Linked DNA regions of Mus musculus: regions 1 and 3 are each linked to region 2. Evidence: chromatin contacts called from public HiChIP or PLAC-seq and Micro-C data. All regions are on one chromosome and are shown on one strand. Each heading gives the region's core, a stretch centred on a gene start, on an enhancer-like site or on the middle of the called end of the contact. The rest is flanking DNA. Distances are from core to core; before and after follow the strand shown.

Evidence for each region. Hi-C and Micro-C count contacts between places; a contact is called where the count stands out from the background. HiChIP or PLAC-seq counts read pairs in DNA pulled down with a chosen protein or histone mark.
Region 1: an HNF4G HiChIP or PLAC-seq map of pancreatic cancer cells shows a contact between it and region 2. The contact joins two enhancer-like sites. A contact is called at or near these places in 2 of 39 promoter capture datasets (the C10 cell line and maxillary cranial neural crest), 1 of 15 datasets of contacts at CTCF or cohesin (CD8 T cells), 10 of 484 Hi-C or Micro-C datasets (CD4 T cells, ECoMG myeloid progenitors, ECoMG-derived neutrophils and 7 more), 8 of 115 datasets of contacts at active chromatin or transcription factors (CD8 T cells, the HPC-7 cell line, T-cell acute lymphoblastic leukemia and 5 more) and 1 of 9 other capture datasets (embryonic stem cells).
Region 3: a contact with region 2 is called in a Micro-C map of muscle stem cells, with 6 times the contacts expected there. The contact joins two enhancer-like sites. A contact is called at or near these places in 3 of 15 datasets of contacts at CTCF or cohesin (CD8 T cells, the NIH/3T3 cell line and large pre-B cells), 17 of 484 Hi-C or Micro-C datasets (the C2C12 cell line, CD4 T cells, CD8 T cells and 12 more), 13 of 115 datasets of contacts at active chromatin or transcription factors (CD8 T cells, Th2 cells, bone marrow-derived macrophages and 10 more) and 1 of 9 other capture datasets (embryonic stem cells).

What each region holds. Positions count from the first base shown.
Region 1 is chr9:116,190,834-116,194,984 of GRCm38.p6, forward strand. Gm4668 (predicted gene 4668) reads left to right here. Exons shown (of 4, transcript NR_152204.1): 2 at 1-178; 3 at 2,022-2,164; 4 at 3,685-4,053. Among named protein-coding and RNA genes, the nearest start is that of Gm4668, 3.7 kb to the left of the region's middle. Within about 2 kb of position 2,853, at least 23 of the 459 cell types and tissues checked have an H3K27ac peak or open chromatin away from gene starts, as enhancers often do. A contact at or near this core is called in pancreatic cancer cells, where this site is marked.
Region 2 is chr9:116,382,809-116,386,635 of GRCm38.p6, forward strand. No RefSeq gene overlaps it. Among named protein-coding and RNA genes, the nearest start is that of Gm31559, 8.2 kb to the right of the region's middle. Within about 2 kb of position 1,608, at least 220 of the 459 cell types and tissues checked have an H3K27ac peak or open chromatin away from gene starts, as enhancers often do. A contact at or near this core is called in CD8 T cells, the NIH/3T3 cell line, the STO cell line and 6 more, where this site is marked.
Region 3 is chr9:116,150,720-116,154,846 of GRCm38.p6, forward strand. The region is part of intron 2 of Tgfbr2 (transforming growth factor, beta receptor II); the gene reads right to left. Among named protein-coding and RNA genes, the nearest start is that of Gm31292, 7.4 kb to the left of the region's middle. Within about 2 kb of position 2,337, at least 94 of the 459 cell types and tissues checked have an H3K27ac peak or open chromatin away from gene starts, as enhancers often do. A contact at or near this core is called in CD8 T cells, the NIH/3T3 cell line, the STO cell line and 5 more, where this site is marked.

The DNA of each region.
Region 1 (4,151 bases), core at 1,603-4,102, 190 kb before region 2:
GAAGCCTGTGATGTTGGAAGTGAGTCAACACCCATGAGACTGGTCTAGAGGATCTGCGCCATGAAGTGATGCCCACAGCCTCTCCAGCCCTCATAAGACCTTGGCTGGACTCTTCCTGTAGCCAAGCGGCCTCTGTAATCAAAGCTTTACCCTAGGCTTGGGCTTGCTCATGCAACAGGTAAATGACTTTATTGCAACCAATGTGCTTTGATCTGTGATTGCTCCACTTTACTCTGGCATGGCCAGAAAGGTGGGTGTCTGCATACATATTCAAAAACAATGGTAGGTTTGTCAGCGAATGGTGGCACACACCCTTTTAATCTCAGCATTGGACAGTCAGAAGCAGGAGGAGCTCTATGAGTTCAAGGCCAGAATGGTTTACACAGCAAATTCCAGGGCAGCTACGACTATGGAGATGGAGAGACAGAGAAAGAAGGGGGGGGGGGAGAAAGAGAGAAAGAGAGAGAGAGAGAGAGAGAGAGAGAGAGAGAGAGAGAGAGAGAGAGACTTTCTCAAAAACCAAAACCAAACCACTACTCAAGAACAATGGTAAAACAAGAGGTTGAAGGGAGAATGAGAGAAAACAAGACAGATTGGTACAGAGGTCTGCTCATGAAGGACGTTTGTCTCCTTGCGTAATCTTCAGGATGTCAGTTATCATTTACATCTTGAAGGCCATCCAAAGGTCATGTGGTATAAAGGGTTAATGTATTGCTGTGACAAACACATGACCAAAAGCTAGCTGTGGAGCTTCACTGACCATGAACTTCCAAAAGCAAAAAATATTTCTGTTTATAGTGATGGTTATTGTTTGTTATAGGGATAGAAAAAAAATCCTGATTAATACAGTACCACTGAAGGGCCGCTGAGCAAGAGAGAGCAGCGGATGTCAGACTGGCTTGCTCCTTGGTGGAGGTTGGGACAGGTGTTGAAGAAATGGCCCCTTCCTGACTTCTTACTCACTCTCCTCTGACCTCGTTCCCTGTTTTGTTGTCTGTTGTCACCAATCAAGGGACGCCTCCCTTGTCATAGATCCAGGATCTTCAAGGCTTTGAGTTGTCATTTGCCTTTATTAAGGATATTTGAAGGTTAAAACATTTCCTCTCATGAAACAAACTTTCAAATGTCACCTGCCAGGGTCAGTCTGGCTGCTCTCTGATGTCATGGGCTCCTGGGATTGAGTCCTAGCTATCATACCTGGGCCTAGGACAGAGGAAGAATAAAGAGGTCATTGAATGGGAAGTGTCCTCTATAGGCACTGTGCTCTAGATTCAGGATATCCAGCTGAGGAATCTATTATGGAAGAGTGTGTGTGAGTATGTGAGTGGTTTTATGTGTATGTTCGTACCTGTGTCATACACGTGCCGAAGCTGACAGAGACAGGGTGGAAGATGGGTCAGATCCCGGAGAGCTATGGCCACTGATGGCTGTGAGCTTACCAGTGTGGGAGGCTGGATTCAAACTCAGATCCTCTGCAAGAGTGGCCAACTTTCCTCAGCATGACACCGCCTCTCCAGCCCATGGATTCTTTAAGAATTAGAGCCCTACTGTAGGAAGTGTGTAGAAGGTCGGACCTGGGGGTCTTACAGCCCCGTCCATTTCCTGTCTTCTCTGTTTCCTGACTGCAGGTGTAACGTCTGTAACCTCGGCAGCTGCCTCCAGCAGCTAGCTGCCAATCCTTCCTGGCTGTTATGGACGGCATCATCTTAGACTATGAGTCCAAACATACGCTTCCTTCCTTATATTGCTTTTGATCAGGCAGTGGGTCACAAGTGAGCAAAGGATTATGAAAGGGTGAGCTCAAGAGGTCACCAGCATCTTATTTGCCATCTCTAATAGCCATGTTATAAGTGTTAAATCAAGACTGATTTTTAAATAGTACTAGCTCACTTAAAGTATTCAAATAATGCTTCAGTATGTTTTCTTTATAGTAAGTCTTCGATTTTTTTTTTTTGGTTTGGTTAGTTTTGTGCTTTTAATTTCCTTTAAAATTTTTATTTTCTGTGTATGTATGAATGCAGTGCACCATGTTTGTGCAGGAGTCGGCAGAACTCCGAAGAAGCCGTGGATCCCAGGGAACTGAAGTTCAAATGGCCATGACCATGGGGGTGCTGGGAACTGAATCCAGCCAGGTCCTCTGCAAGAGCAGTAGACACTCTAACCAGTGAGTCATCACACACTTAGCAGATTGTCATTAGTAGCTGTATCAGAAGCGCACCTGGTCCCTCACTACCCTTTACTCTGTCTTAGGCTAGCAATCCAAGCCATTGTACGTAGGTCATGTATTAGAACTTTTCTCACGCACCTTTCCCAGGGAGCACCCAATGACTTCTGTAGGATTTCTTAGGAGCCTTCAGATTACAAACAACAATCCAACTTCACTTGGACTTCCCGTGAGCCCCCGGAATTGTCCCAGAGTTCATGGTTCAAAGAGCAGAGCTAGGAAGGCACCACCTGCGGCTCATGATACATTCAGGGATTTTCCCAGGTGGGGTCACCAAGGAGTATGACCACATGACTAATAGCGAAAGAACTCCCAGCAGAAAGGGACTTAGGGGGACAGTATGTGCAAGGTGAGAAAGCTACCAGAGACATGGGGCCAGCTAGCATGAGCTTCTGCCCGATCCCATGGGGTACCCTTCACCATCCCGAAACCAGTTTTGTCCTCTGGTAAGAAGATGGTCTAGTGTGCTCTGTGATAGAAACACATTTTCAGGGCTTCCAGGGCACAGTAGAATACATAATTTTGGGTGGGCTGCAGCAAGGTTGGGTTTCTCCTCAGTTGCCTATGTTGAGATAATACTCCAGCGGTGGGAGGGGTGCTGAGGGCAGGGCAGGGCAGGGCAGGGCAGGGCAGGGCAGGGCAGGGCAGGGCAGGGCAGGGCAGAGCATTCCTGTTGCTATGAGAGAAGTCCATTCACCTACAGGCCACCACTTTTGTGAGACCTGGATGAGACCCCATGGTGAAGCTGTTAAGTCACACTGGAGTCAGCAGTGCCATTTAGGCTCAGGTGCCAGACACAAAGGAACAGGGGTCTGGGTGATTTTGGCTTTCTGCCACTCAGGGTTTGAGTTCTCAGCTGAGTTTCTGACACAGCAGAATTCAGGCAAGCTATAGCAGCTATGCTTCCTGAACTGTCAACACACAGACACACACACACACACACACACACACACACACACACACACACACACACAAACATAGTAACACAGGCATGCTCTGCCCAATTCTGGAATGGTTTGTTGTATAATAATCAATAAAAAGAGCATGGTCCCTGCCTGCCTCAACAAAGTGTTACATAATCTTAATTTTTGTTGATGAGTCAGAGAACCTGAATAATTTCAGCGTTACCATTGCTGATAGCAGAGCCAGGATGAGAAGTAAGATTTACCAAGGCCTTCTTCTCCCTTCTTCTGCCCGTGGCAGTGGCTGACCTCCGGCAGAAGTGTGTGGTCTGCGGGCTGAGCACACAGGCTGAAGAGGCAGGAGAAGCCAGTGCTTGCCTGTGTGTGTTTCTGAAGGGTATCTGCTGTGTGGACATCAAGGAACCCCTCATAGCTATGGTTCTCTTTTGACATTGTGACTAAATGCTTTGGGGACTTCCATGCACAATCCAAACTCCAAGTACTTATTTTCTTTCTCTGGAAAAAAAATGTTTACTAAGATTCTTGTTGGTTTTTTAGATCCCAGAGACTGATGTCTGCTCCTGCCGCTGACCTCCTTTCTCTCTGAGCATACAGGCCTCTAATAACACCATCAACCCAAGTGGGTGCCTCCTGGGGGACAGGAGACCGGAACAGTACACCCTTTTAAGGAGCTGGGTTAGCCATTCCATACAAGGGTTAAGAGGACTTCAGCTAAAGCCTGTTTGAACTTGGAAACCCTCTCTTGAAATCCCAACGGAAAGGTGTTTCCATTTTCACAGTGAACTTTGCTCTACACATTCTCACTCTGAGAGTTAAAAGAAGAGGTTAAAAGATAGCTCAGTCTGTAAACTGAATGCATGAAGCTTGATCCTCAGAACCTACTCAAAATTACAAAATTAAACAGCTGGACGTGGACGTGCATGTGTGTCGTGTAAGCGCTGGGTGGCAGAGCCCGGATTCCTGAGGCTAGCTGGGTGACCAGCCTGGATTATCCAGAAGGCCCC
Region 2 (3,827 bases), core at 358-2,857:
AAGAAGGGCTGCAAGACCAGCACTTGGATCTGGCAGGGACAGAGCAGTGATGTCTGGTATGATTGTTAGAGCATTCACAGGGCAGGGCTCAAGCAAGGACAATGGAAGGAACCACAGCAGGAGGAGAGCCACCACACTGATAAGGCACAAAATCACAAGGGATGCAGAGCAGCCTTGTGAGTCTCAGTAGCTCTTGGGTGGGACATGTGGCATATCTGTTGGATCTTAAAAATGGTTTTAAATGTTGGGCTAATATTGTGAACCTTAACAGGTAGGATCCCTGGTATGTCCCCGAGAAGAGAATTGTGTGAGTAATCTTGGGTTTAAGAGAGCCTTTTTTGGGGGGTAGTGAATTTGTTTGTTTATTATTGAGGCTGTCCAAGGGGGGCCTTGATCTTGATATGTATTAGATTATTCCTTATGATCTTCAGGCTGCCACCTCCTCCACCCCTTCTGGCTTCTCCATCTTCCGAGCTCTGGGATCATAGACACATGTGTCAGTGTGTCAGGTTTTTGTGGTGTCTCCATTGCTCTGCAACTTAGCCCCTTACTTAAGACAAGGATTCTTAGGGGGTGACCCCAGAGCTGCAATGTCAGCATCATCTTGGGAGTTCCTTTGCTATGCAAATTCCTGGGCCACGTTCCAGCCCAGAAATACACTCAATCAGAAACACAGCGGACCGTTTTCAATGAGCCTCCAGGTGATGGTGGTTGGCATGCACACTCACGGACTGTGGACTGGAAGAGGAGAGCGGCATGCCTTTCCCATGAGTCACCTGATAGGACTTGGATTTATTGCTTTCAGGTGTTTTAAGTCGAGGGTAATTCAGCCAGCGGCATGTTAACACATTGCCCACAGCATAAAGAGAGAGTAAAATTTATCCCTCCACCCGAAGCTCATACTAAAGTGGTCTCCTCCTTCTTTGTTGCATTCCATGCAAGTGATACAAAACACACGCTGACCTCAACTATTTTCTAAGAAATTTGATAGGGGAAAACAACAAACCCGGGGACTCCACCTCTCCCTAGACGCTGCCGCTGTTTCTAACTGGCTTGAGCACTTGTGCCTGGCTGCTTGTGCTCTGGAGGTATCTGATGTCTCCGTGCCAGTGTAGCCCCCAGAAACACCAGCTCGGCTTCGGCTTTCCGCAGGGCTGTCTCGCAGAGAGTTCTTGATGGGGTATGCCTGAGATGCTGGCGAGAGTCTAACACAGGAATGCTGGCTCTGCTGGCTCTGCTGGCTCTGTTGTTCACACTGGCCAGGCTTGGCAGGACACCTTTCTTTAGGTTCTGCTGAATTACTTTTCTCACTCTGGTCGAAAAGCAGCTTAAAGGAGAACCAGTTTATTTTGCTTCATGGCTTAAGGGGTGGGGATGGGGGTGGGGGTAGGGGTACGGCTGGGAGTGGGGAACAGTCCTTCCAGATGGCGAATACAAGAAGGCAGGATCTTGAGGGAGCTGGTTCTTAGGAATGGTCCCTTCTCTGTTAGGGAGCAGAGAATGAAGTGAGACCGGAAATGCTTTCATAAAACCTCAAGGCCAGCCTACAGTAACCCACTTCCTCCAGTGAGGCTTCACCACCTACAAGGTTCCACAACCCTCCCTAACAGCGCCACCAGCTGGGGCCGTGTTCAAACACAGGAGCCTAAGAGATGTGTCTCATTCAAATCATCACAAGCTCTAAATTGTGCTCACAGTGCGCCAGCCGGGGCTCTACGGCCTGGTGCCTCAGAGTCTTGATATAGAAGGCACGCTATTGTAGCATTGCCAGGGCTAAGCCAGTGCCTCTACTCCCCGGAGGGGTCATTCGACACTCTAGTCTCGGGAAAATCACTATCCCCGTGAGTGAGCTCTGCTTTTCCAACACATTATTTTGTTTCATAGACGACTTATGAATACAATCAAACACCCCTAGTACCTGAAAGAACGCATAAGTCATAAATAACTTCCTTTGTGTTCTTTGCCGAGAAATACCACCTAGCTTCCTCAATCCCACAGAGGTGGGCCACGCATTCCTTACTGGCCATCTGGAACAGTGGAAACCTTCAGACTGTGGAGAAGTCAGCCACACCCACATTTCCAAACACGTCGTTAGACCCCAAAGCAGAAGGCTCGTGATTACACCCCACAATCAGCTCTGAGGCTCTGAACAGACCACCCATCTCTCGCTACACATGGTGGTAACTGCTGTGGGTGTTACTTAGCTCTTCCAACATGGAAGTATATTATATATACTAGATAATACAGTATAATATAGAAAATATTCCATGTAGAGCTATTGTGGGTTTGTAAAATGAGTTACATTATAGATCAAGGATTGTGAACTCCAGTATTAAGTTGGTTTTCTATTTCTATTAAAAAAAAAAAAGGAAGGAAGGAAGGAAGAAAGAAAGAAAGAAAGAAAGAAAGAAAGTCTAAGTAAAAGACCAGTAAGATTGCCCAATGAACAAAAGTGCTTGCTGCCAAGACTGATGGCCTAAGTTTGGTCTCCCAACTCTCAAAGTTGCCTTCTGACCTCCACTCATAGTCTGTGGACACACACACACACACACACACACACACACACACACACTTCACTTCCTTCTTGTTAGGAGCTCACAAGGCATCTATCTGATATGTACCCCAAAATCGTGGCAACCATCATTCTAGAGCTCCAGGTCCCGTATGAGATCTCTGCCACACAGAGAGACAGATCTTTGGGGACAGGAAGCCAAGATTAAACCTCTGTCCTCTGTAAGAACCAAAGAGCCTTGATTAGCTTGCAGGTGGAGAGCTGGAAGACTGCTGGAGTTTACATTAGGCGAAAACTCACAGTGCATAAAAGAGCAGTGACAATTTCTCTACTCCTCAAGGACCAGGGTCTGTTACTATATAATTTTTCTTTTATCAGAAAAGCTCCTGGCTGCAGGCTACGCACCCTGATACTCCATGATAGCCCCGAGATTACTCCATGGCTCCCTGGGAGTGCTTCAGCCACTTCTGGGCGTTCAGTGGCACATATCTCATTTGGGGGCTGTGCTAGACTGTTGTTTCTGAGGTTTCTGAGGTACTGTCTTGCTCAGGAAAAGAAGAAACAGTTACCTTAAGTACAAGGAAGGGCCCTGAGGATTTATTCACAAAGAGGTGCAGGGGTCAAGGCACAGCTTGGTGTGTGTGTGGGGGGGGGGGTGTCATTTTTTCCTTTCAAACTTTCTATTGCCAGTGACTTTTAAAATGCCAGTTCTGTGCTGAACTATGGACAGGCTATATCAAGATGAGCCAATCTAAAGTTGCTGGCAGGAGAATGCAGAATGGAAGCAATTAAAATGACTTATCTGGTCTCATCTAACTGGTTATCAACAAAGCAATTGGACAATTGGACACAGCATTGATTTCCAATAGATCATTTTTCTTAGGAATAGTGAACACCATCCATTGTTACGCAGCACAGGGCATGATGGGAGAGCCTTAATTTCACAAGCATCTACTTGACATTGAACATTCAATTTAAATGTTTATATCAACAGAGAAGTTCTAATGAAATCCTTCAAGCAGTAGGTTGCTTGCCCACCCCACTTACTGTCACCCTGGTGCAAAGGGACATTAACACGCCCTCCCTCTTTCCTGATGGGGTACACATGCAATTGTAAAAAAGCTGGGCATGGTGGCCCACACCTTTAATCCCAGCACTCAGGAGGAAGAGGCAGGTGGATTTCTGAGTTCAAGGACAGCCTGGTCTACAAAGTGAGTTCCAGGACAGCCAGGGCTACACAGAGAAACCCTGTCTCGAAAAACAAAACAAAACAAAACAAAACAAAACAAAACATGCATTTTTTTCCTTTTCAAGA
Region 3 (4,127 bases), core at 1,087-3,586, 230 kb before region 2:
AGCAAAAGCAGAAAACAACCAACAACTAATGATAGGGATTAGCTCCCCTGTTAAACCTAAGCCCTGAGTGGCAGCACCAGGAGGTCCTGGTAGTGAGAGAAATGGGCCGAACTAGATCTGCAACAAGTTGCAACCTGCCAGGGCTGGAGTCAGCCGGGCCTAGCCTCTGCAAACGCAAATCCCTGGCCCCAAGATAAAAGACTGTTTAAAACAGGGAAGGCTTGCCAAGGTATCAAGTGATTCTTGTTAAGCTCCATTTCAATGACAGACACATAATGCAGAGCCCAGGGGCTGAGATTAAGTTTCCAGGCAAAGCCCACAACAGCCTAGAGCAAGGAAATTAATATTTCAGAGAAAACATTGGATTTTTTAAATATATATATAACGCAAGGCTTTTTTGGAGGATTTCAGCCACAGCTTGCCAAACGCTGCCGAGCTCCCAGGACAGAACAGAGGAGGTGACCAGCTCACAGCTGGGGGGGGGGGGGGGGAGGGGGGAAGCCCAGCGCCCTGCCTGGGGAAGCCAGTTCTCTGCAGGACACTTTGATAAAAGCCAAGCCTGGTTAAAAGCAAGCATTCCTCAGCCTGAAACTTCCCAACCTGTCTGAGACTTCCTTTACCCTCCTTTCCTGAGTCTCCAGGAGAGATTTTTAAAGTTAGTATACAAAACTGTGGGTTTCACTATGGTTTTTTCATAAGAATGGGTCACCATGCTGTTCTAACCTCTCCTGGCCTCTCACCCCACCACTGTCCCAACCTTCTGCTTTTTTGTCCAGGATGAGTCTGCGCTGCTTATAATCACATAATCCTCACTAGTGTGTGTGTGTGTGTGTGTGTGTGTGTGTCTATGTGCAGGTGTCCGTCCATGTGCATGCAGAAGAACATGCATGGGGAGGCCAGGAGATATGTTGGACGTCAGCCCTTGCCTTCTTCCTTGAGGAAAACCAGAGAGCTGCGGGGGATTCTCCATCTCATCAAAGAAGTACTGAAACTGCAGGCACAGCACGGGCCACATTGCTGGCTTTTATGTGGGTTCTAGGGAATCCAGACTCTGATCCCTATGCTTCGACAGTACATAACCCCCTTGGCAACCTCTGCAACCCAACAATACTATTCGTGTGGAAGCACGTGTATATGTACATGTGCCTGTATGTGTATGTGTGTGTGTGTAACCATGTGTATGTACACACGCATGGTGTTAAGCATGTGTGTTTGTTCATGTGTTTGTGCACATGTATGCATGTGGAAGCACCTGTGTATGTGCACGTGCCTGTGTGTGAGTGTTTATGTGTATGTGTGCACATGTGTGTGTTTGTGTTGCCTACTAGCAAGCCCCAGTGATTCTTCATTCCCTTTTTTTCAGAGCACCGGGGTTAAAGCACATGTAGCCACCACCACCCAAACTAGAACTTTGGACTCAGGTCTTCATGCTTACAAGCAAGCACTCTTACCCACTGAGTCCCAAAGCCATCACCCAAGTCTAAAAGTACAATTTTTCTAGCCCTTCAAAGATGATGATTAAAATCCTACATGATATAAAGCACCCTGGCTAGACATTCCTCCAACAAAGCGGAATAGTTAAAATATACTTTTCAACCATGTTACTAGGAGCCTTAGATGAGCAGGCAGAAGCTGTGAACTATTCCAGAACATAGGAAGGGAGAGGAACAATGAATTTAATCTGTCCCTCTGCAATAATCAGTGCTAAGGAAGGACCCCATAGGCTGGAGAGAGAATTCAGTTAGTCAAGCTCTTATCAGGCTTGCACGATGACCCTCAGCACTTAGGCAAGAGCAGCAGTAGACTGCCATCCCAGCTCCGGGGAGGCAAAGACAGATGCTCTCAGGGGTTAGCTGGCCAGCCAGCCATGCCTAATGGAACCTGCAGGCTCCAGGTTCAGTGAGAGACTCCCCCCCCCCATATTTTCACCTCCCCCAAATCTCCCAGGTAGGTCTCAAGAACAGGAACTCCTGGCTTCCAGTTCACTGTGTAGCTAAAGATCACTCTCTGGTTCCAACATCTTCACTCTCCAAAAGGCTGGGATTACAAGCAAGCCTGTGCTATTCCTCCCATTTGATGCCTTCCTGGGGATGGAACCCAAGGTTTCACACACATCAGACAAGTGAGTTACAACCCATCCCCAAGGAAACCACCATTCTGTGGCTAGGTCTCCAAAGCAAAAGAATTTCACTTCTTCCAGGGCTCTGCTCTGAAACCTTGCTCATTTTTGTTAGCATGCCAATGAATGGGAGGTGCTGAGCCCTGCCTAAATACCTCACCATTCCTGGGCACATGCTCATCTGTGCCCTCACTGGGGTTTGGCTGAATCAGTGGTTTTTATCTTGGCTTCCACATCAGAAGCATCTGGGGATTTTTAAAAAGACTGTGATGAAGGCAGAGCCCTGCTCAAGCCAGTGAGCAGGACGCCCACGGGGTTGACTCAGGCAGTGGGATTACTCTAAAACTTCTCAGAGGAGTTGGATGTACAGCCAGGGCTGGAAATTACGTACAGTTCAGCAAAGGACATAGTGCCGGGGCTGGGGTGCTGGGATTGCTCAGTTGGGTTCCCTCTTGCTCTGCACGCACAGAGGCTTGAATTCAAAACCCTCAATTCAAGATGCTGGTCATGGTGGTGTGGCTTGAAATTCCAGGCCTGAAGACAGTAAACAGAGGGTTCCTGGGCTTGTGCCTTAGCCAGCCTACTTTACGTGGTGAGCTCTAGACCAAGGGAAGACCCCGTCTTAAAAAGTAAAGCTAGAAGGCATTTCTAAGGTTGACAGAGGATGTTGTTCTCCAGCCTGCAGTAGAATGAACATAAATGTGCAGGAACACCCACCCTCACATGTGTATATTCAAATGTACATGTGGCAAACACATACAGAGTGAAAGAGACAGAGAGAGAAAGACAGAGACAGGCAGACAGACAGATAGACAGTCTAGACACATTGCTCAGCAGTTAAACGTTAAAAGCTGCTCTTGCAGAGGACCCAAGTTCTAGTCCTAGCTCCCAGTTCCACCTGATCCAACACCTTCTTCTGAACTCCTTAACACCAAGCATACCCATGATACACATACATGCACACAGACACAACACTCATACACATAAAATAAAATAAACGAATCCTTTTAAATTAAACAAAAAACACAGGTGGGAGGGAGAGACTCAGTCTAAGCGGAGTGGTGAACTTGACAGACAAGTCCATCCTAGCCAGACGGTGAGAGGCTGCCTGTAAGCACCCCACTTCCCTGAGTGTCTGGAGCACAACACACTGCATTGGAGCAGCAGCTCCAGAGTTATATGCAGGTGTGGTCAGGCCCAACCCAAAGTGTCTTCCTACGTGACTCAGCTTCTAATCCTGTTTGTGGGGAAGAGGCAGGTAGTAGAAAGACATGACTCCAGGGCCCTTCATTTTCACTGTGTTCTCTCTTCAAAGACAACTCTGGGCAAACTCTTCAGAATAAGTTCTGTTGGTTGCTTGTTACGGTCGTTTGAAGGGGCGAAACTTCTCAGCTAGGCCTCATGGTGACAAAAGGACAAAAGGAAATTCATTTGAAAAATTGGACTGGAGGATTTCCTGACAAAGTGGAACTTCTCTTTTCAGTGTTTTCGCTGTTTGTTTGTTTCCATGAATGTGTCTTGTTTCAATCAAATCCACTCCTCATTCCCCATCTCCAGCTCCTCTTAGGTCCTTCCCTGTCTCCTTTCCACCTTATGTCTTCTTTCAGATAGGTAGACAGACAGACATACAGACAGACAATAGAAATGGATGGATGTTTAGATGCCTTGATATAGATGTCTAGTTGGTCTTGTCTGGAAGCATGGATATGTTGGACTGTGTACGGTAGCCTGGGCAACCTACCAGGGTCCCACCCTGGAAGAAAGCCAACTTTATCCCCCTCAGCAGTCACCAACTGTCTCTAGCTTCTCAATAGAGGTTCAGTCCTGTGAGCCCCTTCCCATCCAGGAGAAAGATGAACTTCTAAAATGTCTCTTAGGCCAGCAAGATGGCTCAGAGGATCAAGATGGTTGTCATCAAGCCTGACAGCTTGATCAAGCACCAGGCTGTATCCACATGGTAGAAGAAGAGAACTGTCTTAGTTAAGTTTCCATTGCTGTAAAGAGATAC